Regions from separate parts of the Mus musculus genome. Here region 1 is linked to region 2. The links are chromatin contacts, called in public Hi-C maps. All regions are on one chromosome and are shown on one strand. The core of a region is the stretch at or near the end of the contact, and the rest is flanking DNA. Distances in the headings are between cores, read along the strand shown.

Evidence for each region. A called contact is a pair of places that touch in the nucleus more often than the background predicts.
Region 1: a contact with region 2 is called in a Hi-C map of cortical neurons, with 2.2 times the contacts expected there. The contact joins two enhancer-like sites. A contact is called at or near these places in 3 of 15 datasets of contacts at CTCF or cohesin (the NIH/3T3 cell line, embryonic stem cells and large pre-B cells), 7 of 484 Hi-C or Micro-C datasets (B cells, the G1E-ER4 cell line, cortical neurons and 4 more) and 1 of 115 datasets of contacts at active chromatin or transcription factors (pancreatic cancer cells).

What each region holds. Positions count from the first base shown.
Region 1 is chr4:149,987,644-149,990,854 of GRCm38.p6, reverse strand. All of the region lies in intron 3 of H6pd (hexose-6-phosphate dehydrogenase (glucose 1-dehydrogenase)), which reads left to right. Among named protein-coding and RNA genes, the nearest start is that of H6pd, 14 kb to the left of the region's middle. Within about 2 kb of position 1,489, at least 212 of the 459 cell types and tissues checked have an H3K27ac peak or open chromatin away from gene starts, as enhancers often do. A contact at or near this core is called in cortical neurons, where this site is marked.
Region 2 is chr4:149,554,865-149,557,712 of GRCm38.p6, reverse strand. All of the region lies in intron 4 of Ctnnbip1 (catenin beta interacting protein 1), which reads right to left. Among named protein-coding and RNA genes, the nearest start is that of Mir5616, 18 kb to the right of the region's middle. Within about 2 kb of position 1,427, at least 26 of the 459 cell types and tissues checked have an H3K27ac peak or open chromatin away from gene starts, as enhancers often do. A contact at or near this core is called in cortical neurons, where this site is marked.

The DNA.
Region 1 (3,211 bases), core at 240-2,739, 430 kb before region 2:
CTGACCTGGGTTCTCCCCACAGGAGACCCGAGGTCCCTCGGTGGGGTCTTCAGACGCAGCAGCATGGGCTAAGGAAGTGACCTTGGTCACTTGCTGCATTGAAGCAATGAGTCCAGAAGACTGTGCAGACAGAGAAATCGGGTCTGTAATGACAGAGGTTCAGCAGTCTATGTTCTGGGGTTTGAACCCAAGCTTTTATCCATGTGTTCCTCAGCCTCTCCGTGCCCAGGCTCTCCAGAGTTGGCCTCCCTCACTACCCTGTACTCTGGACACTCCCTACCAATTCAGTTCCCTCTGCACAAAGAGTTGATTGGAAAATGGGAGTAGGGAAGCGGGGGAGGGGCACTCCCCGAGACTGCCCCTGGTGAGGAGTGTGCTATCCAGGCATTGGGGAAAGGCATGTTCACCCCTGGGGGTTAGGATGGCTGCCCACTGCCTCTCACCAAGGGACCCAAACAACCAGGCTCCTCCCAGGTGACACCAGCTGTCCTGGCTTCCTTCTGCCCATGTGACATAAGGTGCTGGGCACTTGCTCAGCAGAGCAGCGTCCCTTCCAAGCCATCTGCTGTGCTGTCTGCAGGGTGAGCTGGGGTAGCTGCAGCTAGCTCCATACCCAGAGCCAGGGAGAGAGAGGAGGGAGGGAGAGAGAGAGAGAGAGAGAGAGAGAGAGAGAGAGAGAGAGAGCGCCAGCCAGCCAGCAGTCAGTGTCTCCCCTCGGTTCTCACCTTCCTTATTTTTAGTGATCCCAGAAGACATTGGTAGGAACTGCAGCTAACTTTTGGTTGTTTTCTCCTCTTTGTTTTGTTAATTAATTAATTAATTAATTAATTTTTGGGTCTGGGAACCCAGGTCTCCCACAGCACAGAAACATGGGAGACGGTTACTGGCTCAGTTGGAGAGAAGTGACTCTTGGTTCAACTTGTAAAGAGTGAAAGCCGCCCTAGGCACTCTCTGGGTGATTTTCTGTGTTAAATTAGATAATGACCGTGGTTGTACTCAACAAATAGAGATTCCCTCCAAGTTCACAAAGGATGATCTTAAAATGCCTGTTCCAACCAATGCTGGCTTAGCGTGTGGTCTGTAACTGGTCTACAATACTCTTCCTGCTTTCTTAAACCTCCCATCCATATCTCCATGTATTGACAATCTGCATAATATATTTTTAACAGATCTATATTTTTGTTCAGTTCTATTTATATCACAGAATATGCAGTATAAATTCTATAACTAGGCATTTTGGCTGTTTCCAGTTTTTGCTATTTTAGGTAGTACTTTCTGAAATTTTTTTTTTGAGATCAAGTCCACATTCTGTAAAATTTATCATTTAAAGTTCGTGACTCAGTGTGTTTTAGCGCTTTTGCAATATCTACTTCTAGAACATTCATGGATCATTAACTTTTACCCCTCTTGCATATTTCTACAGTGGAGTCACTGGGCCAAAGATAACAAGCAGTTCCGAGCAGTCTTCTGTCTTTTAGATAAACAAGATAGCAGAGGGCAAAGCCACGGTCCACCCTGGACTCGCACAGCTACGAGATGAGTACACGGGGTCTTCTAGTTGGCCAAACTGCTTGCACTTCCTCTTTTCTACACTCTGAATTTTAGCTTGCAACCTTTAACCTAGAAAAGAATGTGCAAAGCCAGTAGAGACTCCCTTTAGGAAAAACAAATCAGTTCCGACAGCTGACAGGTCTTGGACTAAGTCAGCACACTGAGTATGGTGAGAGCGAGCCAGCGCCAGCACCTGGCAGTCCGCGCTGCCACTCAGCCTCTGGTCCCGCCCACTCAGCGGCTCAGCCTCTGGTCCCACCCACTCTGCCGATCAACCGCTGACCCCGCCCACCCTGCCGCTCAGCCGCTGAGCCCTGTGCACAGCCTCTTTCTCCTTCACGCGTGGCCCAGGCTACAGCCCTGGTTCTTTATAGATCAGGTTGGGAGCAAAACCCATAAATCCACGGGCTGTGCTAAATACAGGCACACTCCCAGAGCTTGAAATGAAGAAGTAAAGGAAGCACTCTCTAGTCAGCAGGTAGTAACCCCCAGGCATGCAATCTCCCCAGAATGAAGGAGTGGGTGGATAAAAATAGGAAGAGAGCCACTCGGGGATTTAGGAAATTAATGAATAGTAAGCAGATAGCGGGCTTTTAAGGACTCTGGTGCCCTCTCTCCATCAAAAATTCATCTGTTCTTAAAGCCGTAATTGTCCTCTCTTTGCTTAAATCTGCTCTAACCCATTGATTTTTATCAAGTATGGGTTTTCACATTTGAGCATCCCTGAAGCTGAGTTTGCTGTCCAGAGTACCAGGCTGAGCCAGCAGCCCGCTTCTTCCTGAAGTTATAATTAGCCACGTCGCTTCACCTCTTGCCTCCAGTGACCTTTTGGGGACTCCACCATGTGTCCCATGAGGTCTCCTCTGAATCCGATTTCAAATGGACACCATCAAGGTGTACTCACACTTTCCTCATGAAATGCCAACTGCTCGTAAAAAGAAACATTTATTTTTATTTTATGTGTATGGGTATCTTGCTTGAATGTATGTCTGTGTACCACATGAGTGCCTGGTGCCCATAGTAGTCAGAAGACAGTATCTCACCCCCTGGACCTGGAGTTACAGATGGTTGTGAGCCACCATGTGGTGTTGGGAACAGAACCCTGGTCCTCTCTGTAAGGGCAACAAATGCTGAGATAGAAATATATATATATGTACACATACACACACACATATATATATATGTCCCATATATACACATGTATACATATATATACCATATCTATATATGTGGTATATATATATATATATATATATATATATATATATATATATATACCAAATATGTGTGTGTGTGTGTGTATGCTGTCTTAGTTAGGGTTTTACTGCTGTGAAAAGACACCATGACCAAGGCAACTCTTATAAGGATAACATTCAATTGGGGCTGACTTACAGGCTCAGAGACTTAGTCCATTATCATCAAGGAAAGAACATGGCAGTGTCCAGGAAGGCATGGTGCAAGAGGAGCTGAGAGTTCTACATCTTATTCTGAGGGCTGCTAGCAGAATACTGACTTCTGGGTAGTTAAGAAGAAGGCCTTAAAGCCCACACCCACAGTGACACAGCTACTCCAACAAGGCTATGCCTCCTAATAGTTCCACTTGGGCCAAGCATATATAAATCATCACATATACCATATATATATATTTTTTTTTTCCTGA
Region 2 (2,848 bases), core at 178-2,677:
GCAGCGCCAGCCACACTGGATACCATAAGACCTCAAAGACCAACCTCCATGCTAACATGAGCCCTGCCGATGGGGGCCTTGGCTTTGCCACCCTTACGCTCACAGCACCCCTTACTGGCATAGGTGTCCCAGGACTCCAGCTTCAGCCCTTCTGGGGTTAGGTATCCATTAGCTCTTGTACTTCTGTGGAACCTTATACCTCGCTAGGCAAAGTACAAGATTAGGGACCTGGAAAGGAAGGTGGTTCCGTGGGTAAAGTGCTCGCTATGCAAGAAGGATGTGTGTTCAGATCCTCAGCACCCATGTAACCATGGTGCACAGCAGGGTGCTTCTGAAACCTTCAGGCTGGCTATAGAGAGACATGAACATCCTTGGGGCTCACTCACCAGCTAGGTTAGCCAACTGGTAAACTCCAGACTCAGTCAGAGATCCTATCTCAAACATAAGGTGGAAGGCTGGCAATATGGTTACTTAAGTTAAATCCCTGAGCCTTGTGAAGGAGCAGAACGTGGTATGTGCATCTGTAGTCTAGCATGCCTCAGGGGTTAGGTTAACACTTGTTGCTATTGCAGAGGACATCTGTTTGGTTCCTAGCATCTACTTGGTGGCTCACAACCATTTGTAATTTTAGTTCCAAGAAATCCAATGGCTCCCTCTGGCCTCTGTGGGCCCCAGCCCTCCATGTATATATACACATCCATGTATACACATCCATGTATGTATACACATTCATGTATACACATCCATGTATATATACACATCCATGTATATATGTACAGACAGACACAGGCAAAACATTCATAAATATCAAATAAAATATGCCTTTTTAAAAAAACTAGAAGCATGAAAAGCTAAAGAACTGCAACCGTGAGGCTGCAGAGACTCCACACTCCTGGGGGGGAGAGAGGGAAGCCCCTCTGTGAGCCATCTCCAACTTCGGGCACTTTGGTTAAGTGCTTGCATATCTCCAGGGAGCACCCCTCCTGTGCCTGTGAGCTCCAGGCTCAGTGAGACATCTCCAGCACACAGGCACCAGCTCATGCCGGAGTAAAGGCTGCCAGGGCTCCAGTGATTCCCACTTGGGGTGCTCCGGCCCTTCCCTGACTACCTGGTTGGGACTTCCTCATGCCGGAAGCTCATTACCTAGAGTGTCACCATGTGCCTGTTATCTTACTACTCAACTACAGTGCCTCAGCTTCCAGCTCTGGGGAATGGCTGCTTGGAAAAGCAGGTCCCAGAGGCCCACCAAAGGAAAGAACTTCTGAGGGGAGTGAGGGTGGTGCTCACCCTGTGCTGGGCTGCCTTCCACATAAACCCACACCCACTGGGCAGCATGTGCTGTTTTTAGCAGCCCAAGGCTCTGAGCCAGGTGTTCTATACACCTCCGCTTTGATACCCCAAAGCTCCCAGCGGATGCTTTTTACCCAAGGTAGCACCACACTTGAGTTGCTATGGGAACAGTGGGCTCTGATTCACCAAGGACTTAGCAGCAGGAGGCTCAGTGGCGCCTACTGGGCTCCAGCACCCAGAGCTGTCAGAGGTGGATTCTTAGCACGGCTAATGAAGGTACAGGAGACAACCACAGGTCCTCCCCAGGCTTCAGCTGCCTCACTGTACCCCAGGAGCAAGACTTGGCATGTGGAACCTGGGCTGACCCTAGCTCCCTGTGTATCCAAGGGAAGTCCCTGTTCACGCAGCCTCAGTTTACACATTTGCAAAGTATGGTAAGGAGCACCTGTCCCATTGTTCTAGCTCACTAGGAATAATGTGTAAGGACAACTGTAGGGTCAAATTCAGCTGTGGTCCTTGAGGTCCTGCACCCAATCCCACCCTCCACCCTGCCGAGATGCAACCCACACGCGTGCACACACGTGTACACACACATACACACACACACACACATGTATACATACACACACTTACACAGAGACACAGACAGACAGATAGACACACACATACACATACACACAGACACAGATATACACACAGAGACACACACATACATGTACACACACACATACACAGAGACACAGACAGACACCCCCTTTACAGCTTCTTTTTCTAGATGAGGTGCTCATTCTCCTCACTTTAACTTTCCAATGTCTCCCCCAAAACATAAGTACCTCCAGACCAAAGGGTCTGAGTATGTCATAATACCACTTCACATCTACTGTCAACTCGATATCACTTAGTCACCTCAGAAGGGAGCCTCACTGAAGGACTGCCCAGATTTGAGCTGCTGTGGAGACAGAGACTGTTTTCATTGCTAATTGATCTAGGAGGCCAGGCCACCACGGAAAGCTTCTCTCCCTGGGCAGGTGCCCTGAGCTGCAGAAGAAAGTCTAGCGGGGGTGGGGATGAGCCAGGAAAACATCTCTGCTGTGCCTCCTTGGCTGTGAGTCCTTGGGTCAGAAGTAATGCTGTGTGGAAGAGCAAGCCGGCTTGCCTTGAGCGCCTGCTCGATGCCCTCAATAATGGCCTGTGATCCCTAAGACGAAATAAATCCCTTCCTCTCCTAAGTGGCTTTTGAGCAACAGAAAAGCAAGCAAGCAAGCAAGCAAGCAAATAAACAGAACAGGACAGCGTGTGGGAGTGACATGGGCCTGTCTCTCCAAGGGCGAACTAAAGACCCTGCATTTGGCTCTGCACACCAGGTCCACCCTGGAGGTCTTTCCTTGCTGTGGCTTATTTTTTGTTTTTGTTTTTGTTTTTTTCCTGCCACCTCATCCTCAAGTCAGAGTTCTGACATCTTGCCTGAGGCCAGCCTGGAATTCCTAAGCTCAGGTGGCCCTACTACCTCAGCTTCCACAGTAGTTAGACAGCAGACCAACTTCATCACAGCTAGCTT